Linked DNA regions of Mus musculus: all the other regions are linked to region 4. The links are chromatin contacts, called in public HiCAR-type, HiChIP or PLAC-seq and Micro-C maps. All regions are on one chromosome and are shown on one strand. The core of a region is the stretch at or near the end of the contact, and the rest is flanking DNA. Distances in the headings are between cores, read along the strand shown. Region 1 holds the start of Rbm33 (RNA binding motif protein 33). Region 2 holds the start of Htr5a (5-hydroxytryptamine (serotonin) receptor 5A). Region 3 holds the start of Paxip1 (PAX interacting (with transcription-activation domain) protein 1). Region 4 holds the start of Lmbr1 (limb region 1).

The links. Hi-C and Micro-C count contacts between places; a contact is called where the count stands out from the background. HiCAR-type assays count read pairs that join an accessible place to other places. HiChIP or PLAC-seq counts read pairs in DNA pulled down with a chosen protein or histone mark.
Region 1: a contact with region 4 is called in a HiCAR-type map of astrocytes, with 6 times the contacts expected there. The contact joins the promoter of Rbm33 here to the promoter of Lmbr1 in region 4. A contact is called at or near these places in 18 of 39 promoter capture datasets (the 3T3-L1 cell line, 3T3-L1-derived adipocytes, the HPC-7 cell line and 12 more), 1 of 484 Hi-C or Micro-C datasets (embryonic stem cells), 13 of 115 datasets of contacts at active chromatin or transcription factors (astrocytes, cardiomyocytes, embryonic forebrain and 8 more) and 2 of 9 other capture datasets (adipose tissue and macrophages).
Region 2: a contact with region 4 is called in a Micro-C map of embryonic stem cells, with 6 times the contacts expected there. The contact joins the promoter of Htr5a here to the promoter of Lmbr1 in region 4. A contact is called at or near these places in 2 of 39 promoter capture datasets (embryonic stem cells and hippocampal neurons) and 1 of 484 Hi-C or Micro-C datasets (embryonic stem cells).
Region 3: an H3K27ac HiChIP or PLAC-seq map of thymic regulatory T cells shows a contact between it and region 4, with 12 times the contacts expected there. The contact joins the promoter of Paxip1 here to the promoter of Lmbr1 in region 4. A contact is called at or near these places in 4 of 39 promoter capture datasets (embryonic stem cells, hippocampal neurons, liver and 1 more), 2 of 484 Hi-C or Micro-C datasets (CD4 T cells and uterus) and 6 of 115 datasets of contacts at active chromatin or transcription factors (astrocytes, embryonic midbrain, embryonic stem cells and 3 more).

What each region holds. Positions count from the first base shown.
Region 1 is chr5:28,315,872-28,319,032 of GRCm38.p6, forward strand. Rbm33 (RNA binding motif protein 33) reads left to right here and starts at 1,318. Exons shown (of 19, transcript NM_028234.1): 1 at 1,318-1,539. The coding sequence starts at 1,497. It overlaps Gm35602 (a long non-coding RNA gene), which reads right to left and starts at 1,216. Exons shown (of 5, transcript XR_003955879.1): 1 at 623-1,216.
Region 2 is chr5:27,840,074-27,843,268 of GRCm38.p6, forward strand. It overlaps Htr5a (5-hydroxytryptamine (serotonin) receptor 5A), which reads left to right and starts at 1,874. Exons shown (of 2, transcript NM_008314.2): 1 at 1,874-3,116. The coding sequence starts at 2,376.
Region 3 is chr5:27,789,723-27,792,955 of GRCm38.p6, forward strand. Paxip1 (PAX interacting (with transcription-activation domain) protein 1) reads right to left here and starts at 1,828. Exons shown (of 21, transcript NM_018878.3): 1 at 1,477-1,828. The coding sequence starts at 1,557.
Region 4 is chr5:29,376,363-29,379,833 of GRCm38.p6, forward strand. Lmbr1 (limb region 1) reads right to left here and starts at 2,028. Exons shown (of 17, transcript NM_020295.3): 1 at 1,765-2,028. The coding sequence starts at 1,830.

The DNA of each region.
Region 1 (3,161 bases), core at 68-2,567, 1.1 Mb before region 4:
TGTTCCTACATACAGGTTAAATGTTTTTCTAGTGAATGTTTCAGTACAGAATGTTTAGAGTTTCCTGTCCTGGAGAATTTCAGTTTTAGGTGAAATTAAGAAAACTACTTTCTTAAGGTCATAGCTATGTTAGAACATGAGATTTGAGTCAAGGCAGACATAGAGTTGAAATCCTGACTCATTCGAAGTGGATATTCAGTGGCCTTTGAGCAATTTAATCTTCATTTGCTATAATTGAGATGCACGTCTTTTTTCATGTGTAATACGTTATAAAGTATTATGAAGTAATTTTATCATTGTACCTATTTTTGAGAGGTCTTTCTCAAGACCAGCACTGATATTATCTTGAAAATATTCTCAGTTGGGTAGTCCATCCTGAACAGTGTAAAAATTAGGAAAAGGTGACAAGGGGTTCAAGCAGTTTAGATATGAATTAATGTGCTTTCTGACAGAAATCTAGTTAGTCAGTGAGGCTCCATGCCAGGCTTACTTTTATTGGGCAATGACTTCATGACGATTTTTTAAAAAAGGAATTTTTTTTCCTTCTGTTTCTTAAATGAACATTATAAAGCAGGGATTTTAGGGATTTTTTTTTTTTTTTATGAGGAAAAATTTCAATCACCTAAAAGTTGAATTTCACAGCAGACATTCTTTTAGCTCCCTAAGACTTTCCGGGAATGTGGATGCCCGCGTCTGGAATTCTCACTGAGCGGCGACCAGCCTCCATGCCGGGCCTCTCCAAGGGCCCACCTGCGGGGCTCCTCCGCCTTCCCAGCTCGCTTTTGCCCGAAACCTCGTCCTCAAAGCCGCAGGCTTGGGGACTTGCTTTAGGATGCTCTGGAGTCCGTCTTTGAGGTCGTGGTACCTAGTGCCACCGCCACACACCTCCTCTCCTTTCCTAAGACCCTACGCGCGAGGCTTTCCGCCAGCTCGCGCGAACGCGAGTGCGCGTGCGTCGATGTAGCGTTCGCGCGCCTCAAGCTTGGGGGCGCGGTAGCCAGACTCGGCCGTTAGCGTCTCCGGCCGCGCTTCGGCTCCACTTGCCACGGCGGCTCAGCCGTCGTAAAGCGCAGCCGCGCCTACTGCTGCAAGGCGATTTATGTCGACTTTACGGCGTGTGGCCGTCCACACTCCTCCCGCCTGAAGCCTCGGCCTTCCAGCCCGGCCGAAACTGTGTCTGTGCGCTGCTCTTTCTAGCGCGCGCCGCCGGGCACTCGCTGGCGTTCAGGCACCCGGGACCTTAGGCGTCCGCCCGCCGCCGCCTGGCTCTTCCGCCCGCCTTGCTCCCGGCGTGCACCGCGGCGCGGCCATGTTGCCGTAGTGTTGTTTTCTTCCTGCGGAGGCGAGGGTCCGCTGCGGACCGCGACGCGCGGGCCTCGCCTCTGCTCGCTCGCGGGCGCCGGCCCTCGCCGCTCCCCCGCCTCCCCGGCCCGCACCAGAGCCGTCGGCCTGCCAGGAGCTCGGGGGACGGCTGAAGGCCGGGCCCGGGGACCACCATGGCGGCCGCCCTGGGCGCAGGCGGAGGAGCAGGCGCTGGAGGTACGTGGGCCGCGGCGGGGGCCGTAGACCGGGCACCCTTTATGTAGGGCCTTCGTGCTGCCCCGCCACAGACGGAGCCGCCCCGGGCTTGCCGCCGCCGTTCAGGCCGGGAGCGCGGAGCGTTAGGCCCGAGGCGGCGACGCGAGGTCGGCGGCGGCCCCGCGACGGGGTCGGGGGGCCCTGGCGACTTCCAGTCTTCTTGGAAGATGCGCCCTGGGCAGCGGCAAGCAGCCTACTCAGTGTAAAAAGAATTTTGCGGTTTATTAGGGTGCTTTAAATAAACCTATTATCATCTAAGGAAAACTTGTGTTTGGCAGTATGCTTGAAAGGGATGAAGACCGTGTACAAAGGGTTGGTTACTGAACCAGTTGTTTGAGTATTTTCATTTCGCAATCGTAAACGATATGGAAAGACTAGCCAGTTATAAGTAAAACCACGTTTTGTTGAACGAGGGTTTTTTTTTTTTTTTTTTTTTTTAAAGATGTGGAACAATAAAAAAAATGACGTTTCAGGACTTGGATAAAAGACCCTCACGGTAAAATGTGGACAACAAAAGCATTTGCCAGCTAGTTCTGGCTATAGACACTTGAACTATTCTACATATTCCAGAGGTGTTAGTGATGCTTACTTACAGATTGGGGGTTGGGGTGGGCATGTTAAACAACCCTGCTTAGGAGTTCTGACCTCAAAACAAAAAACCCAAACGGCAGAGACTACATCCAGAATGCCATTTCTGGCAGGATGTGGTATGGTATATGTCACTGCCAGCTTACATAGATGATTTTTTTTTTTTTAACATGCAGATTCGAGGCTTTCTAGTTAAATGCTTAAAATACATTTTGTCTACTCTACCTGATTAGAGAAGGTAAAAACTTAAGGTTTTATATGTGAGTCTCAGTGTTATGGGAGCCCTTGGGTCAAAGCTGTTTTTAAAAGATGAAGATGATATTTTCATTTTCCATTTTTTCTCACTAGTGTGGTTTGGTTTTCCAGAGGCTGTGTGGCATGTGAAGACTTGACATGGATGGCTTGGGGACTATGCGCTTTTATGATCTTTTAAGTTTCTCATTTAAAACTTTAATAGTAAAAACTGATAAATATCCACACAAATAAAACTTGAGGGCTGTATATTAGTTTTTAGCCAGAAAGTTTGAGGGTTGTAATTTTAGAAGGCTAGATTGCCTTTTTGGAAGTTTGGAATTTTTCTTCCATCTTAATATCTTGTCAGCATTTCCATTGCTTAGACTTAATCCAAACTCCTTGGGAAAGTAGGCAAGTTCTTTTGAATATTCACCTTGGTGCTCAGCAGCTCTGCAGTCCTGGAACTGCTGGACCTCTTCAGCCCATGTGCAGTACACTGTTCCTGCCTTGAAGGGGTTACACTCCTATTGGTAGTTGGTCATCTCTGAGGCTTACTGTTGGGTAAGTTCACCCTTTCTAGTTCTTTCTGAACCCTGGCTGGTTCAACTTAGCTGTTTTGGCTCAAGCTCTTCTCAAGCTGATCGATCTGGCTTCTCTGGGATGGCTTCTCCTGGATTGCTCTGTTTGGCCTCACACCAACTCTAGCAACCTTTTCTAATCTTCTGGCTTCTTCTCATTTTCTGGCTTGTTCTCTCCTTCAA
Region 2 (3,195 bases), core at 624-3,123, 1.5 Mb before region 4:
GCAATTATTTTCCTTAAAGGCTTACCTCACTCCTTTGAAAGAAAATATCTGCTGTATATGCAAGTGTGAAAAATGGTAGCTTATCTGTCCATAATTCTTTTAAGGAAAACATTGTTATTTATTTTAAAATACTTCCAGTTCTAGCCAACACATATGTAAGTATGTACATAGCACTCCTTAACAGAAGCATGTCCCACATTTATACCACCAACATGGCTATTAACATTTTTAAAAAGCAAATATTACCTTAGTATTGTTGCAGAAAAATTTGATCCAAGAAAATCCAGTGAAAGGTGATGGGGCTACCAAGGGTCAATGGCTAATTGTGTGTGTGTGTGTGTGTGTGTGTGTGTGTGTGTGTGTGTGTGTGTGTGAGAGAGAGAGAGAGAGAGAGAGAGAGAGAGAGAGAGAGAGAGAGAGAAGGCAACTTCTGTGATCATTTTGTAGGCACTGTCCACATTATTTTATGTCATTGGCCTGGAACTCTCCAGCTAGGCCAGGACAACCAGTACACTTCAGAGACCTGCCCATCTCTAGCCCACAGTGCTGAGATGACAGATGTGTACTACCATATCCTCTTATTTATGTATTACTATTATTATTATGCACACACACAAGCTCCTGTGTGTACTGTGTGTATGTGGGTGTCATAAGCCATAGTGCACATGCAGAGAGACAGCTTTCTGCAGTTGCTTCTCTCCTTGAGGGCTGGGGCTGTAGCTCAATGACAGTGTTCTTTGCCTAGTATGTGCAAAGCTCTGGGCCTCAACTCTTACACTGAAACAAAGAAAACTCCTAGGTCAGACCTTTTGATAGTTTTACAAGCATGCATGGGTAATTTTTTTAAATTTTATTTCATTTATTTTTTGAGTCGGAGTCTCACTATGTAGCCCTGGCTGGCCCTGACCTTGCAGAGCTCCACCGGCCCCAAGCTCAAGTGCTAGGATTAAGGGCTGAACCATCATGACTGTCTCAATACTTTTCAAGCATGTTTCAAGCATTTCAAGTGCCGTAGAGATTTTCTCTTTTTTTTCTTTAGGGTTTGTTTTTGTTGTATGTGTATGTTTACATGCTTGTATGTGTACATGGTGCCTGTGGAAGCCAGAATAAGGTGTCATATCCCCTGGACATGGAGTTACAGCCAGTTGTGGGCCACTGTGTGAGTCAGTCCTGCGAACCAAAGCAGGTTCTCAGCAAGGGAAGCCAATGATCTTAATGGCTGAGCCATTCCCTCCAGCTTCTTTTCCATAGAAACTTCTGTAGAGTCACTAGAGAGGCTCCTGTAAGCCTCTTTCTAAGCTCAGGAAACAAGCACCCTATCTCCAACAGTCATCAATCTTTCTCCTTTAAAACAAACAACTCTTTAAGTGAGGCCACCGAGCTCTCCGAGTTAGGAGGCAACCACATACGGAAACCTGGAAGGGAACAACAGTAGGCTGTTAGGAAGTTAGTTGGTTAGTTGGTTGGTTAGTTAGCCTAACCCAGGACACCTGTACTTCAAGCAAATGGCTCGAAGTCTCAAAATCACCTTCAGAGGGAGCATGAGTGCTGGAAGAAGGGTTTAGGAAAGTTTACTAATTAATTCCCGGCCACTGACCCAGTGGTAAAGAGCGATGGGACTGTGGATAGACACCAAGCTGCGTGCTGGTATAGGCAGCGGCACCGTGGACAGCGCCAAGCACTGAGCTGCACACAAAGCCAGTGCTGAATACTCCCATGCAGAGAGCCGGGTGGAGAGAGGCGGCTTCATCAGCTGATGCCTTACGTAGTGCGGGAGCCCCACTTTGCTAAAGCAGGTCTGGGTGGGCGCGCCAGCGTGCCCTCTCGGAGCAGCAGCCTCAGGCACGGTGGAGAGAGATCAGGACAGGGCAGAAGGCCATCTCCAGAAAGCAGGTATCTACGTGGCTTCCAGTCCCCAACCCCCACCCCTCGGAGCCACTGCCGGGAGAGGGGGGAGGTGGGCAAGGAGCAACCCTGGACCAGCGACTGTTCTGACGCACTAGCTGAGTTCTGGGCATCCACCCTGCACTGGGCGGGGGCCGACCTCAAGGATGCTCTGCTGCAGGCGACCAGACAACAGTCTCCGCCTAGGTGAGGAACAGCAGGCATGTGATAGCAAAGGCGGGCCCTGGCTTCTAGATTCAGCCCCTTGAGTCCGCTTTCCATATCTCTAAGGATACCTGGGCTGCGCTGCTTGTAGCCCAGCACCCTCCTCTCTGCTACAATTTCCTCCGGACTCTGACTGGGTGGAGACTGAGGCCAGGTTCTTGGCTCTTAGCAAAATCCTCTCCATTGGCCATCGGTCGCAAACATCTAGATTGACTTCAGTGGGCTCGGTGGCAACACAGTCTAAACACAGGTGTCCTGGGACAGCAATGGATCTGCCTGTAAACTTGACCTCCTTTTCTCTCTCTACTCCCTCCTCTTTGGAACCTAACCGCAGCTTGGACACGGAAGTCCTGCGCCCTAGTCGGCCTTTTCTCTCAGCTTTCCGAGTGCTAGTCCTGACTTTGTTGGGCTTTCTAGCTGCGGCCACATTCACTTGGAACCTGCTGGTGCTGGCTACCATCCTCAAGGTACGCACCTTCCACCGAGTACCACACAACCTGGTAGCTTCCATGGCCATCTCGGATGTGCTAGTGGCTGTGCTGGTTATGCCACTGAGCCTGGTACATGAGCTGTCTGGGCGCCGCTGGCAGCTGGGCCGGCGTCTATGCCAGCTGTGGATCGCATGTGACGTGCTCTGCTGTACTGCCAGCATCTGGAATGTGACAGCAATAGCTCTGGACCGCTACTGGTCAATCACGCGCCACCTGGAGTACACACTCCGTACCCGCAAGCGTGTCTCCAATGTGATGATCCTGCTCACCTGGGCACTCTCCACTGTCATCTCTCTGGCTCCACTGCTATTTGGCTGGGGAGAGACTTATTCTGAGCCCAGTGAGGAATGCCAAGTCAGTCGCGAGCCTTCCTACACCGTGTTCTCCACCGTGGGTGCCTTCTACCTGCCGCTGTGCGTGGTGCTCTTTGTGTACTGGAAAATTTACAGGGCGGCGAAATTCCGCATGGGCTCCAGGAAGACCAACAGCGTCTCCCCCGTACCCGAAGCTGTGGAGGTGGGTGCTATAAGGATCGTTAGAAAATACGTCACTTGTATCTCACAGGCTTTTCTTGCAGCGCACTTCACCTTATGTC
Region 3 (3,233 bases), core at 578-3,077, 1.6 Mb before region 4:
AACAACTTGACAGTGGTGTGCAGGCCGGAGTCAAGGAAGAGCTGAAAGCAATGCAGTCTCGAATAGTCTGCAAGCACCATCTCAGAACTGGAGCAGCCGAGGAGGTCTGTACCCACTGCATGGAAAACCGACAGTCCCCAGCCACGAGCTGGCTTCCCTGGACCAAGTAACTTTACCTTCATACACAGACTTCATCCACCGGCTTTAGCCTCGCATCACTCAGAAACATGAACACAGCAAGCCCTCCCTGGCCTCGCCTTCTCAGGTCCCAGGGCTTTCTCTTCATGACAAATTTCCAGAAACAAGTCTGACTGCGCTGTCCATCTTTTCTCTGTATTCGCAAGGACACTCAAACCTCCTCAAACTGCGCATTACTAATTCCATCTCACAGGAGCCACACTGTAACTATGCCCAGTGACCGTCAGGACTCGGGCCAAGTATACACAAATGCCTTTAATGCCTAGCACACGCACTCCACACAAACAACTTCTTGGACTCAATATCCGTTTAACACTCAACACCTCCAGCACCTCCACCTGTTGTATTTGTAGGACTCAGTATTCAAGGGCACTCTTCTACGGCACTCCGTGTACCAGGCCCGATGCCCAGACTGTACTGGGGTGCTCACCACCTGTGAGCTTCCTCAATCTGTATTACAAAACTTAAAGAATGGGTGCCCTGGCTCTAAACCTTTTAAAGAAGGCACTATTTCAGAATACAAGGGCTTACAAGGGGGATTTTTTTAAAGCACTCAGATTTCACACATAGTTGGGCAAACAGCGCAGCTCAATGTGTTCTTGGTTTTAAGTGACATTTAGTCCAAGGCCCTTATAAGAGCAAAAGTCCTAAAACGAAGAACAAGAAAGGGTAAAAGAAGAAATGTGGTGGTAGTAGTGGGGTGATCGGTACTAGAAAAAGTCAGCTACAATCACTGATCACACAACCGAAGACCCAACGGACTTTGGTTACTAGGATACAAGTATGAGTCTCTGGAAAGCCAAGCTCAGTGGCTCTTGGACAATTCCTTCCTTAGGACCCGTTTAGCTTACATTACCAGACACCGAAGGCGACACAACTGTAAGCATAGTTTAGAAAAGAAATGTTTGGGGCACTGTCCTGAAGATACCACGATCACAGCCACTGTCCTGTGGATGGATTCAGACCCACGATCACACGCACGAATCACGGTGACCGTGTAAGCAAGGGTACCTTCCATACCTACCGTACAATCCACCCTAAGGGAAAAATCAGGGGCCGGGAGGACAGGCCCCTTGGCAAGGGACACGCTCAGCAGGGCCCCGGCAAGATGCTCGGCCGGCCGCTGCGCTAGGTCGGTGCTCGCGAGGCCCTTCCCGCGGCCCTTCGCTGCCCGGCGTGCCCCGCGGCTCCGGCCTGGGGTCCTGCAGGGCGCGCGCGCGACGAGGCGGGGGCGTGCGGGGGGAATGGCCCGGCAGAGGGGCCCCGCGCGGGCGGTACCTGCGGGTCGATGTCGCCCACCGCGTAGTACTTGACCTCGCGGAATAGCTCCTCTGGAACTTCGGGCGCCGGCTCCGACATGATCGCGGCGGCGCGGCGGCGCCCGGCCCCGCGTCACCCGGCCCGCCGCGCCCAGCGTCGTAGCTCTGCCTACTGCCCGGCGGCACAGCCCGGCCCGCAGCCGCAGCTGCACTCGGACCCGCGCCCCCGCCCGTCCGAGGCCCGGAGCGCGGGAGCCGTGCGCGCCCTGAGGCACGTACCACCACACCAGCTCGGCAGGGGAGTATGTGGGACCCTCCCGCCTTGCGCGCCGCACAGCGCTCCTTACACCACCGCTTCGGGCATCAGTGCTGATGGTCTACAATAGTTCGTACGGCACATGGCAGCCTTGTCCCGGCCGAGTTTTCACGACCGAGAACCGAGGACACAGAGAGACTATTTCCCTCACATGGCCGCAGTGGACTAGCCAGGGGGCGGGTCCTGGGCGGGACTCCCGTCACCCCGTGCGGCCACCTGACAGCGCATGCGCCAAGGAGGCGGAGCCTCGGCACGGAAGGGGACCTGAACAATCCAGCGTTCGCTCTTCAGCTGTCGCCAGCGCTGCTGTTGGACAGCACGCGATCCGGCCCAGAGTCAGGCAGACCCTGGCTAATGGTTACTTTCCTTCGTCTGCCCCTTCCGCATCTACTGAGGTAGTTGGCGGGGAACTGATCTTCGATGAGGCAGGTTAAGAGCAAAGTAGGAGCCGGCGACATAGCTCAGCAGGCAGACATCTGCCGCCAATCTGAGTTCGATCCCTGGGACACACGTGATGGCAAGCAAGAACCGGCTCCAGCAAGTTGTTCTCTGGCCTCCACAAGCACACTGTTGCGCACACACGTACACACATTACACACACACTCTCTAAATAAATGTACATTTTTCTACGTGTATTGGAGTTTTCCCTGCATGTATGTATCTGCACCCTGTGAGTGTCTGGTGCCCACAACAGTCAGAAGGTGGCTTCAGGATCCCCTGGAACTGAAGTTACACGACACGTGGGTGTTGGGAACCAAATTTGGAGATGCTGCAAGAGAACCAAGTGTTCTGAACTGCTGAGCCGTCCAACCCTCGGTCAACATAGTTTTTAAAGGTAAACAGCAAAATCTATAAAAATTATCTTAGCAGATAATTATATTAAATATGGATGTGTAAAGTTACAGGAAACAATGACAAGCTGAAACTGCTGTGGGGCGCTCGCAGAATGACAAGTCCCGCAACTCGTGATACTGCTCTTTAATCAAGTTTTGTGTTTTCTGTGACCTTCATGCAGATAGAGTGTTGTTCTTTTTTTTTTTTAAGATGTATTTATTATTATAATATGTACGTACACTGTAGACACATCAGAAGAGGGCATCAGATCTCATTACTGATGGTTGTGAGCCACCTTGTACCTTGTGGTTTCTGGGATTTGAACTCGGCCTTTGGAAGAGCAGTCAGTGCTCTTAACCGCTGAGCCATCTCCCCAGCGCCCCCCCCTCCCCCCCGGGTGTTGATGTTCTTATAGTCTCAAACGAACTCAGAGCAGAGCCATTTTGTTTTACAGCGATCAGAAAATAAGCACCCTGTTTAAGTTGGATAAACTGAGTTCAGTTAGGTTAAAAACAAATGGCTTGGCAATTAGGATCATTTACTGCTCTAGCAAAGGACCCAGATTTGATTCCTGACATCCACACGGATGTTCACAGCCACCTATAACTTCAGTTCCAGGAGCTCCA
Region 4 (3,471 bases), core at 778-3,277:
AACAATTGTGGAAGAGGGGGCAAAACGATTGTAAGAGCCAGAAGCAGTGGATGTCCATATAGAACCAGTGTTTTCCAGTTATGACAGGGTTTCCAGTTATGGCAGCTATACAAATGAACTGAGGGTGGTTTTTAACAATGCATACAAAACCTGGGCAAGCCCAAGTCAGTCAAAAATCTCAGTATGAAGAAAGAAGTAAACATGAAGACCCACCCCTATCTGAGGAGTTATTGACAACTGACAGCTGCTAAAAAAGAGTCAGTTTTTTTTTTAAAGTGCGCTACTCATAGGTCAACCATAACCTCCGATAAATGCCCACACACCCAAGCATGGAAAGGCAGCACAAATTTGATTCAAATGGTTTAAAAAAAAAAAAGTCATGAAGTTGGGAATGTGGAGAGAGGTCCGGGAGGGGCTGGGGAGGGATGAATGTGCTCAAAATACATTGTATGAAATAATCAAAGAAGTAATAAAAATAAAAATTAACCAACTACATTGTACTAAACTCTATCAACTCAGATTTAATGCATCTCCTCTTACTTCAGTATGACTCGGCAAGCCAGTTCTCAGTTTTCAAAATCAGTAACTGCACAAACTGAACCAGAATGTTTCCCTCAAACCAAGGGTGTGACTGAGAGGGGAACGTGAACTAGAAGAGAGGTGAATGCAAATATGTAACTTGAACATACTTTGCAGAGTTATGGGGACACAAACTAATTCTTTTACAATAGTGTAGGGCATCCTGAAAGGCACTCATCAAAAGAGACCTTAGGGAGCCAAGCTGGCTTCCTGACCTGCTAGAAACAGCAGGATGAAAGGGGTCCATCCTTTCCAGAGCAGTTGTTTGACAGCACTGTAGGTTCCTGCTCTCGCCCTTCCTACGAAAGACTTGTCTACACTCCTCGGGAAGTTTTTAACTCTGTCCTGGATAGAGGGGTTTAGAGAGGGTGTGAGTATAGGGAGATGCGGGTGGGAGGCCAGAGCCACTGCAGGGCTGGAAGCTTGGGAAGCCAGGTGTCTGTACTTACAGCTGAGCCACAGCAAGCTCAGCCCAGATACCAGGTACCACGCCCGGCTAGAAGAAAAGAGGCAGCCACCCATCACCCTATACCCTCAGTTAGCAGGAGATGCGGGATAAACTCAGGTGAAGATGGTGAAGCAGATGATAAAGGTGCAGATGAGTTGAATGGACGCATAGGGAGAGTATAGGAGAAATGGACGCAGGTTAAGTGTAGGTGACTGAGGAGGTCCGATGATGACGGGCTACAAGTGTTGGGAGGAGAGCCGAACTCAGGTGACCAGAGGTGGGCACAGGTGACTGGAAGCGGGCAGAAATGATAGGAGGGAGCTCAGGGAAAGGGAGGAGCACAGGTGACGCAGCGGAAGGAAGACATAGGTACGGGGTGGTGGGTGGGTATAAAGGTGACAGGAGAAAGATAGGAAGTTAGAATGAAGGGGAGGGAACATAGGTAAGGAGAGGACAGAAAGGAGGGGAGAGAACGCTGGTGGCGCGAGGGAGACCTACAAGAGGAGAGAGCAGTAGGGTGACAGAGCAGGAGGTGACAGAGGTGAGAAGATGGGGAGCAGGTGAACGGGTCTCAAGTGATGCGGGGCGTCGGAGTCAGTCTGCAGCAGACCCAGTGGGGTGCTGGAAGGCCAACATGCGTGAAGGGTCCGGGAAGAAACTATGGGACCGTGCTGGTCTACGCTGCGCTCCTGGGTCCAACGCGCGGCGCAGCACCAGGGAACCGCCCGACCACGCACCGTGGACTCTCGCACTTGGCTGTGGAAGTGCTGCTCCCGCGCCGACACCTCGTCCTGCCCTTCCATCCTCCTTTCATACCCACCGCAGGGCCGCCCGCGTCTGCGCGCTCCGCCGCACCATTGCCCGCGGGCGGCGGGGCTATACAGTCTCTCGTGGCCGGACAGAAACGCCACCTAGACCGCAGCAGGATCGGAAAACGCCGCCTGAGCTCAGGGAGAAGCGGTTCAAGATACAAGAGGCGGGGAATGGCCACAGCCTGGGCGGGGCTTGAGGTCGGGGCGGGACTTGTGCGTCACTCTGAGAGCGCCGTACGTCAGAGAAGAGCGCCTCTGCGCGTGGGGCGCTGGGCCGAAGGTCGCTAGGCGCCTTGGAGAGAGACTGGAGGAACGGGGGCGGGGTTTTTAGGGTCCTGGACTGAAGTGGCCTTCTGACGCGTGCTGCAGCAGGACATAAATCTCGGAGCTGGGCCTGAAGTGTTGTGGTCCAGCCTTGTTAGTCATTGCCCAGAGTAAGGGCGGGCCGAAGCTCCAGGCAGGGGATGAGGTCTAGAGGCGGAAGCCCTGGTGCGAACGGGATTTGGAGATCCGGGCACAGGTGCACCCGCCCTCACTTGTTTATTGAAGCTTTTGGATCACCCCGGGGCTTTTGGATCACGCCTTGCTCCACCCTTGTTCTCAGAATCTGAGTTTAGCACTGGGCTCGACCAACCTTAAAGACCTAGGGCCTACTACGGAAAATTTCTCTCCCAAGCAAGTGCAAAGCGGGAAAGCCGTTGCAGCTTAGCACTCTGAAGTCCTTCTGCCTCTGCGGAGATAGGAGAGCCGCTGTCCTGGAGAACTGAGATAGCCTAGGGCCCCCAGGTCTGAAGATGGGCTCTGATGGTTAATGATCCTCTGTAGGCCTTAAACAACGCCCTTGATATGAGGCACGACTAAGTATGCCAACACAGCCATTTCCCTTCATTATGCAATTTTTGTTTTAAAATTGGAATTTAAAGGAGTATTTGGTTGGTTGATTTGGATTTTCTAGACAGGGTTCTCTATGCAGTCCTGGTTGTCCTGAAACTCAAGAGATCCGACTGCCTCTGCTTCCGGGGAGTCATGATTAAAGGCCTGGGCCAAAACAGCTGGAATTAAAAGGATTATTTGCAATTTTGATTCTGGGTTCATTTGGTAGAAGAGCCTGGGGAACCTGAGTCTTGCTCCCAGCGTGTGTTCCCGATACAGCAGGCTCATCAGTCAGCAACAACGTGTCTGAATTCAAACCAGTTTGCCTTTGACGTGTCTTTAAATGTCTCAGCCCTAAAGAACAAGGAAAAAGACCTTTTTCCTGGACAACCGCGTTCTGGGAGCTAGGTTAAATACCCACCTGAACTGATCTGGATGATTCCTGGGCTAATCTGTCCAAATCAAAGGATAAACACATCAGCTTTTGAGGTGTGTAGCTCTGGGGCAGATATTCCAGAAAGTATTTCACATCTTTCCAATTGAATACTGCAACCATTTAAACCCTTACATTTCTGTTGCAGGGCTATTCATGGAAGCTTACCCAGCTTTCATTCAGTTTTATTTGTTTCATTTTCTTTGGCACTTTTAAACTTAGCCAAGATAACCAACTTCAAAAATGGACACCACTCCCCTGCCAAGCACTGTAAGACTCCAGGGAGCCTTAGCTTACCGAGGACCCCCTGAGTGAACCACGTGGAA